3 separate regions of the Sus scrofa genome follow, and regions 2 and 3 are each linked to region 1. Evidence: chromatin contacts called from public Hi-C and promoter capture Hi-C data. All regions are on one chromosome and are shown on one strand. The core of a region is the stretch at or near the end of the contact, and the rest is flanking DNA. Distances in the headings are between cores, read along the strand shown. Region 1 holds the start of APOO (MICOS complex subunit MIC26). Region 2 holds the start of SAT1 (spermidine/spermine N1-acetyltransferase 1). Region 3 holds the start of KLHL15 (kelch-like protein 15).

What was found. Promoter capture Hi-C pulls out the DNA fragments that hold promoters and counts their contacts. A called contact is a pair of places that touch in the nucleus more often than the background predicts.
Region 2: a contact with region 1 is called in a promoter capture Hi-C map of fetal liver, with 4 times the contacts expected there. The contact joins the promoter of SAT1 here to the promoter of APOO in region 1. A contact is called at or near these places in 2 of 5 promoter capture datasets (fetal liver and liver), 17 of 47 Hi-C or Micro-C datasets (alveolar macrophages, blood, embryonic fibroblasts and 11 more) and 2 of 2 datasets of contacts at active chromatin or transcription factors (alveolar macrophages and skeletal muscle).
Region 3: a Hi-C map of embryonic fibroblasts shows a contact between it and region 1, with 2.7 times the contacts expected there. The contact joins the promoter of KLHL15 here to the promoter of APOO in region 1. A contact is called at or near these places in 2 of 5 promoter capture datasets (fetal liver and liver), 6 of 47 Hi-C or Micro-C datasets (embryonic fibroblasts, heart right ventricle, liver and 2 more) and 1 of 2 datasets of contacts at active chromatin or transcription factors (alveolar macrophages).

What each region holds. Positions count from the first base shown.
Region 1 is chrX:20,016,528-20,019,227 of Sscrofa11.1, reverse strand. APOO (MICOS complex subunit MIC26) reads left to right here and starts at 1,444. Exons shown (of 9, transcript XM_005674464.3): 1 at 1,444-1,704. The coding sequence starts at 1,696.
Region 2 is chrX:19,906,581-19,909,387 of Sscrofa11.1, reverse strand. SAT1 (spermidine/spermine N1-acetyltransferase 1) reads right to left here and starts at 1,351. Exons shown (of 6, transcript NM_214358.1): 1 at 1,246-1,351; 2 at 1,008-1,059; 3 at 829-912. The coding sequence starts at 1,311.
Region 3 is chrX:20,128,038-20,130,891 of Sscrofa11.1, reverse strand. It overlaps KLHL15 (kelch-like protein 15), which reads left to right and starts at 1,302. Exons shown (of 3, transcript XM_013986014.2): 1 at 1,302-1,775. It overlaps EIF2S3 (eukaryotic translation initiation factor 2 subunit 3), which reads right to left and starts at 1,184. Exons shown (of 13, transcript XM_003134980.6): 1 at 1,087-1,184.

The DNA of each region.
Region 1 (2,700 bases), core at 195-2,694:
AATCTGCTGTGACTATAATATGATATGAAAATATCTGTGCTTTCTACTGATGACAAAGTCATAGGTACCGCTGAACTACTGTGGTTACCTACACCACAATTTAAAGAACTGTTAAAGTTCAGTTATAGGTTAGTGAAAATAAAGTTGTAATTTTTCCCCAAGTTCATGTACCTCCAGAATTAAGAATTTCTGCCCTAACTTACCATTTATAAGTCACACTCTTATACACATATGACATTCCATTACTGATGCAGAGCCTTCAGAGTCTCCTAAATAGTTCTCCTTAGGTATAGGGAAGGCTAGGGATATACAATTCTCTTGAGAAAGAGAAAAGTAGCCCTTAACATCTGGGAGCTGGCCTGGCACCCACACCTGGGCTTTCGTGTTAGCCCTGGCTTCCTAGCACCACCCAATCCAGAACAAGGACTCGCTTCCCTGAACTCACCCGCAAACCCCCCAACCAAAGCCCCAAATCCTAGAATAAATCTAACACCCTCTTACTGAGATGCCCCACCGTTTCCCAAGGGTGCGTTCTCCTGGCACCAAAGAGAAATGAACTCAGCTTGTTCAACTACAGTATTCTTAGTGATCTTGGCTGGAGAGCAGTGACACCGCACCAAACTCCCAAAATCTTCTGGATGCCTGCCCCGGATGGGCTTACATTTGCTGCGGGATTAGAATGAAATACAGAATGAAACATGAAATACAACCCCGGTATGAGACACTACAACAGTTGTTTACTTGCGATCACAGGCTTTAAAGCCAGGCTACTGAGGTTTGAATCCTGGCTTCCCACTTTCCTTCTGTATGACCTTCCACATATTACTTCTCTGAGCCTCGGTTTCTTCATGTATTTGACGGGAGATAATAATCGTGCCCACCTACTTGGGTTGTTGGAAAGAAGAGTATGTGTAAGGAGTTTACATCAGAGCAAGTTACATAGTAAACGCTGTTGGTGGTTGCTATTCTTGTTAATAAGATAATTTTTGTCATTATTACTTATTTCTACTCTAATTAAAGGACAAACATTTGATTCCCTGTGAGAAACATACGCTTAAGCATTTTAAAGAAGAAAAAAATGTCGGGCTCTTTCAAGACTAAAGGACAAGGCAAATTAGTTTAAATTTAAAATCTTGGAAATGGCTAAACAAGGGTGAAAAAAAAAACCCCACAAAACTAAAAACCTTTTGTGAGGTAAATCCAGGCCCCCGAGGTCGGTAGCTTCCGGCTGCGAGGCTTTCGAAGCCACCAGAGGCCTGCCGAGCGCCCCCGCCCGGCGGCCTCCGCACACAGGCTTCCCAACCCACGCTGCTGGCGCCCAATCACGGCGGCGAAGGCCAATTCCCAGCACGGCTCTGCGCTCGGCGCCTCCCTCCTAGCGCCCCCGCGTGCCGCCCACACTGAGCTGGCGCTTTCCCGCCGCCTAGCAACCGCCGGCGCAGGGGCGGAGCCTCCGGAAGGCGGGGCTTGTGTTCGCCGCCTGAGGCGCGACGCGCTGCAGCTCAACGACGCTGCTAGCAGCCCAAGCTTCCGAGTTAAGCCTTAGCGGGATCGAATTGGCTGTACGCCTGTTACCCGCACCGCGGCCCGCTTGCGGTCGGAGGAATCGGGCCCTAATCGGCCGCCGTAGTTACCTCTCTATAGTGGGCGTGGCCGAGGCCGGGTGACCCCGCCGGAGCCGCCGCTGCCAGCGACATGTTCAAGGTGAGAGTGTCGAGCCGGGTCACAACTGTCACCGCCCCTTCCCGGCCGCCTGCAGCTCTCCCCGCGCTCTTTTGGGCCTCTCTGGGAACCAGAACTGGCTCGCTTTGAGGCTTTTCCCGCCTCCGGGCTGCCTGTGTCCCGGTCCCGAGGGTCATTCACCGGTCCGCCTGGAGTTTGCGGTTGAGGCACAGGAGGCGGGAGATTCGAGGGTGGTGGGTTGGGCCCTTTGGTCGTGCTCTCGGGAATAAAATGTTTTAAAAAGTTAAAGTATCCCTCACAGTATCCACACTCTGGCTGGTGCCCTCTTGAGTTCGTGAGTAGGGTTAGGCCAGCTTAGGGCACCGCGGGGTTCGGCTTTGGTTGTGCCGGGCAAGGTCAGGTTTTAGAACCTGGTATGAATGGGGGAGGTCACCTTCGGCGAAGCTCCTGCAGGAAGTCGGGGAGACTGGCATGGGAATGGAACGGCTGGGTTAGGGGAAGAAGCTGGACTTTCTCCTCCCCAGTGAACATTATATAGTATGGACAGGTCGAGCCCCTTCTTTACAGTTTTTGAACTCGTGTCCTTTGAAAGACTTTTACAGTGAAGACTGTTTCGAAAATCTGCATTTTAACATGAAGCCATTATTCTCCTTCAAAAAAAGTAAATGATATTTTTTATAATGAAGAACAAATCGCAAGCTACCAGAAATGAGTCTACAAAATTGAGTCAAGAAGCATTGTACCCATAAAAGACTGCTAATGAAATCTCAGAATTATACTACTCATTTAAAAGTGTTTTTTTTTTTTTTTTTTTTTTTTTTGCCTTTTTCCAGGGCCGCTCCTGTGGCATATGGAGGTTCCCAGGCGAGGGGTCTAATCAGAGCTGTAGCTGCCGGTCTACGCCATAGCCACAGCAACGGGACCTGAGCCGCGTCTGCGACCTACACCATAGCTCAGGGCAACTCAGGATCCTTAATCTACTGAGCAAGGCCAGGGATCGAACCTGAAACCTCATAG
Region 2 (2,807 bases), core at 102-2,601, 110 kb after region 1:
ATCCCTTTATGTTTTCTGCACGGTTTTTTTTCTAGCATGAGGAAATGGCCTCAGGGAAAAACTTAATCACCTCCCCCCAAAACAACTTCCCCCTTTAGCTCTGTCTTCTGACCAGTCAACCACGACCAGCAAGGAAAAAAAAAAAAAGGCAAAAAAAAAGCATCTGACTCCCTCTTAATGGGTGTCTGTAATTCCAATTGGAGACAAAGGTTTCAAATTAAACTTTCTAGCCATTCTATAGTCCTTTGCAAACAGGAAGCGAGTACAATGGAGCTTCTGATCTACCGTGTTTTAAGTGTGTGATAACAGGGCCTTACCTCATTTATCATGATCATCTACTTTATTGTGTAAAGGATCTTTTAGTTACCTCCCCGCCCATCCATGTACACGGAAGGGCCATGTACATGGCGAAGCTAGAGACTGTAACCTGAAGATTGGGACAAATTAAAGAAAAAAATGTAATTTAACACAAATACAAAAAAGGTTACGTTAGGGTCAAACAAGAACCATTTATGAAACTGAATTACAACAAATGACTTTATACCTAACTTTTCCGGGTTTCCACAGCACTCTGATACTTACTTAATCGGCTCAAACTCTTCGGGGCTCCACAGCACTGAACTTAAACAGCTCTTTTAACCCGCCCTATTATTAAGTGCAGCACACCTATTTTTTTTCCTCAGTAGTTTGAACACTGGCTGGCTATTATTTCTGGCCAACTTCTTAGTAGCTTAACTTCAGCCCGTGTTGTCAGTGCTTCTACAGAGCAGACACTACGTCTTACACAACACTCGGTCTCTCCGGCTTCTGGAAGGGGAGGGCGATTACCTTCCGGAGTTAGATGCTCCTTGGGCACTTCTGCAACCAGGCAGTGGTAGAAGGGGTGCTCTCCGAAACCATCTTCTAGCAGATCTGCAAGAAAGGGCAGCGGGGGACAATGTCGGCCGCCATCAAGGTGGCTGGCACCGGACGCTCATTCCCCGCCCTACCAACCACTGATGCGTTACCTTTTTCAGTTAATATTACTTGTTCTTCCATGTATTCGTATTTAGCCAATTCCTGGGAAAGAAACAGAAAATTAAGTGAGACCCCAGCAGGCCAGCTAGAGAGGAATGGGGTGGGCGGGGCGGCGATTTGTTCCCAAAGACTCGCCAGGAGCGACGCGGGCGGAGAAAGGGGAACCTGCCGGAGACAAAGACCCCACCCCCCGCCCCCCGCCCGGGAGGAGCCCGTGCTTCCCGCTACCTTGATCAGCCGCAGGATATCACTGCAGTCGGCAGCAGTGGCCGGGCGGATAACGAATTTAGCCATTTTCGTCTTTTGCTTTTCTTCCCTTTGCGGACCAGGCCCCTGTACTTGAACAGTAGTAGGAGGTGGTTCCTCATTCGTTTCCCGGGAGCGTCCTCTTCCCAGTCAGGATGGCACCATGACCCGGCGAACCTCAGCGAGCAACGTAACACAACCCGCTGACTGCGACGAAAGCCGCGCGCTCTCCAGCTGCGAGGCTCCGCTTTTTACCGAGAGGAGGCCCCGCCCCTGGCCGTGAGGCGGCGATGCATCGTCCAATGAGGCCGCGACCGCCCCCGCTTCCGGGCGCCTCCCTCTCTTCCGGGCGCCCTTGTGAACCCTACCCGCGAGGGCGGGGGCGCGGGTGGTAAGGCGCCCGGCGGGGCTCTGTAGCAGCGCCGTCTAGCGGTGGGTGGCGGAGCCTTCCCGAAAGCCCGACCTTGGAGGCTAAGCGTCCCCTTGGTAACCTTTGCAAAAGAAAGAGAGGGATTTCCTGTGGACCCTGGACCAGTGACTTGCTGTTTCTTCCTTGGAAAGACCTGGCCTTGGGCGATGGGGAAATAAGAGGATTAGAGTAGCGGTTCTCATAGGGTGGTCTGAGGGGGCCCCCGAGGGCCCCAGTATCCTTTCAAAACTAGTTTCCTGGTATTAGTAGTTGGTTGTTTGCCTTACTCTGACTGGAATTTTCCAGAGGGGACCCGACGTGTGATGACGTCATCACTCTCATGACTAAAGGAATGTGTGCTTGTCTGTTCTTGTGGTGTTTAGAATTTCCTCAGGTAAGCTATTTGGATTCCTCGATTTTTTTCCCCTCTACTTGTAATTTTTCTAATTAACAGAATGCTTTCTTCTTTTTTTTTGGAGATGCATATAGACGATAAGGCTGGTAATAGCTCCTGACCAAATATTTATTATTTTAAAAAATTTTTTTTCTAATGTACAGCATGGTGACCCAGTTACACATACATGTATACATTCTTTTTTCTCCCATTATCATGCTCCATCATAAGTTAACTAGACATAGTTCTTAGTGCTACACAGCAGGATCTTATTGTAAATCCATCCCAAGAGCAATAGTTTGCATCCAACCCCACCCTCCCAATCCCTCCCACTCCCTCCTTCTCCCCCTGGGGAAGCCACAGGTCTATTCTCCAAGTCCATGATTTTCTCTTCTGTGGAAAGGTTCATTTGTGCTGTGTATTAGATACCAGTTATAAGTGATATCATGTGGTATTTGTCTTTTTCTGACTTACTTCACTCAGTATGAGAGTCTCTAGTTCTGTCCATGTTGCTGCAAATGGCATTATTTTGTTCTTTTTATGACTGAGTAGTATTCCCTTGTGTGTACATACCACATCTTCCTAATCCAATCGTCTGTTGATAGGCATTTGCATTGTTTCCATGTCTTGGCTATTGTGAAAAGAGCTGCAATGAACATGGGGGTGCATGTGTCTTTTTCAAGGAAAGTTTTGTCCAGATATATGCCCAAGAGTGGGGTTGCTGGGTCATATGGTAGTTCT
Region 3 (2,854 bases), core at 53-2,552, 110 kb before region 1:
GGGATATAGGTCTAGAGAGAAAATGGCGGCAGTGAGTGGGGGCAGGAGAAATTTCTCAGTTTAGGATCAGAAATGGGCAACGGATGATTTAAGGTTAACAGGAGAACCATTGGCTTCCAAATGTGTTTTTCTGTCATCTACACTTTTCCTACAGAGATTTCAAAACGACACATTTACAAAACAGTCCTGTGATGTAATTTTAAATTCTTAAATCAAGAAAACGCGGTATGTAAAAGGCACTAGCTACGATTCTAGAATCGATTTGTTAAAAATAAAAAACTAAAAAACCACTGCCTTCTGAATGTTCGTTCTTGCCATCTGATTTTGACACAAATAGAAACAGAACAGCGTTTTCAGATCCGGCATTTCTGTGTGGTGCAGACAAGCCGTTTTCTATGAATTTTCTCACCTCTGGGAAATGTATTTCTGAAACGCGTAATTGTTCTGCAACTAGCCAAGTGGAACCCTATGACGCAACAATCCCCTGCAAGTTGCCTTAATAAATGATGTCATTTGGCGCAGATGCAGTCACGTTTACAACACAGGTAGATACGCCAAAGCCCCCTCCACGTCGTCCCTGTTCCGCCACCCCCACCGTGTGGAAGATGCAAAAAGACATTTTCCGGGTTTCTTAACCCTCAACTTGTCTAGGGTGGGCACACCGCAGTGGCTCGAGCCCACCGCTCGCGTAAGCGAAGAAGGACCGCTGCGCGGGGACTAGCACTGCCGAGTTTCCAGCCCCGACGGCTAAGCCGCGGGGGAAACCGCGTCTGGCCGAGCCCGCGTCCGCAACGCTGCGCCGCCTTCCCCTCGGTGAGGCCCGCCGGCATAGCCGGCAGAACGTGGGGCCCCGTGGGCGTGGGACAGCCCTGCCCCCACCTCACTCCCACACCCGCTCCCGCTCCCGCGGCGCCGGAAGTGACGCGCGTTGGCTGAAAGATGGCGGCATTGGCGCTCGACCAGGGGGAAGGTAAACACCCTCTGGGCCGCGGCCCTCGCGGGCCCCCTCGAGGCGCCAGTTGGGGCCCAGGGCGCCTCACGGGCCCGCGCTCCAACTCTCGCATTCCCACCCTTCGACCTCCCTACCCGCGTGGCAGCCTTCCGCGTTGCGACGACGGCGCATGGAGCCCCCTGCCGACGGGCCCCGCCTCACTGGGCGGGCCCCGGGCGGCTCCCGCGGCCCACAGGGGGCGCGCGGCCCGGAGCGGCCCCTGGCTCGTGGCCCCGCTCGCTCCGCCCCTTTCCCGCCCCTTTCCCGCCCCTTTCCCGCCTTCCTCCACCCCCGGCGTGGGTGATCCTGAGGCTCCGCGCGCTTCGGGGCAGAAGCCCGGAGACGCCGTCGTTGACGCCGCCACCGCCGGCGCTTCTGCCGCTGCCCGCCGGCGCTTCTGCCGCTGCCCGCGGCCCCCCAGCCCCTCTTTCCACCCGAGGCGCCGAATCGGCCCTCCTGCCGAACCCCGCAGGGCGCTGCGAGGCTCCTGGCGTTGCCAAGGCCGGGCCCGGCCCCGACGCCGCGCCGCCTCGCGCCGAGCCCGACTGTCTTGACTAGCGTCTCAGCGCTGTCTTCTTTCCCAGGACTGGTTTCGTGGGGGCCGCAGGCGCGCAGACTCGCCCCCCGCCGGAGCGCCCCGGCCCGGCCCGGGAGCGGCCCCTTGTAGACGTTCGAGAAGCCTGCCGAGTGCCGTCCCGGCGCCCGACCGCCCATCGCCCGGCCAGCCGGCCCGCTTCTTCCTGATGCAGACTGCCGTCCACTAGAGGTTGGACAGACCCCCGAGGTGCGTAGCCGCCCCTGGCCCTCCGGCCTCCGGGAGCCCGGGCTTCGTCCGCGGCCCCGCGCTAGGCACGGATTCGGTAGCCCTTTCTGCACCGACCTCAGTCATACATTTGGTAAACGCCGGGATCTAATTTATCTTTGAGTTTAGTTAAAATTGTTTGAAATTTAATTTTTTTCCAGGCCAAAAAAAAAAAAAAAAAAAAAAAAAGGGAAGAAGCATAATTCAGCCATTTTTTGCAGCACACAGCTGCAGGTACCATGATTATTTTCTCCCTAACCCATTCTTTCCCTTTAAAAATTCTGTTTATGCCTGAAATAGAACTATGCGAAATGCGAGGCAGAAAACGCGGAATCAGAAGGTCTGGGTTCGACTGGGTGACTCTCAGAAAATCGCTTACCGAACCTCGGTTTCCTATCTATGAAATGTAGTCAGTAATAGCCACATCACAGGATAGTGAGGACTGTATGAGGTCATATATGTGAAAATAATCTATAGCTGTAAAGTGTTGTAAAAATGCAAGGCGATTTTTAAAGTAACCTTCGCCAGAGCGGTTAATGTTGTAGTGGCTAACTGTTGCTGCCTCTTTATTTCTATATTATAAGTATAAGCAGTAAGTACGGAATAGCGAAGCAGTGCTGTGACTCGACTAGATATATAATAGTCACGTTGCCTGGCCTTCTTCCTACGAAATGCTAACTGCTTATTTAAATAACGGTATTCTTTAATTCAAATGTAACGTTACTGTGGTGCTTTGCTTTTCATTTTTCTAGGCCGCTTATGCCCTTTTCCTTACTCGGAATATTAAACACCTTACGTTGGCTTAGTCTTAATATTTTTTGAATTTACATTTTCTTTTGTTAATCTGATTAAATTGTAATCTAGAAAATGCTTTTAAAATGTATACTCTAATTTTAAAGCCTATTTTTCTTTCTTTTTAAAATAGAAATAGAGTTGATTTACAATGTCGTGTTAGTTTCAGGTGTACAGCACACTGATTCAGTTATACATATAATATTAATGCTTATTTTTCGTATCTAGGGAACAAGATGCCTGAATAGCTACTAATTTGAAAATTGTTT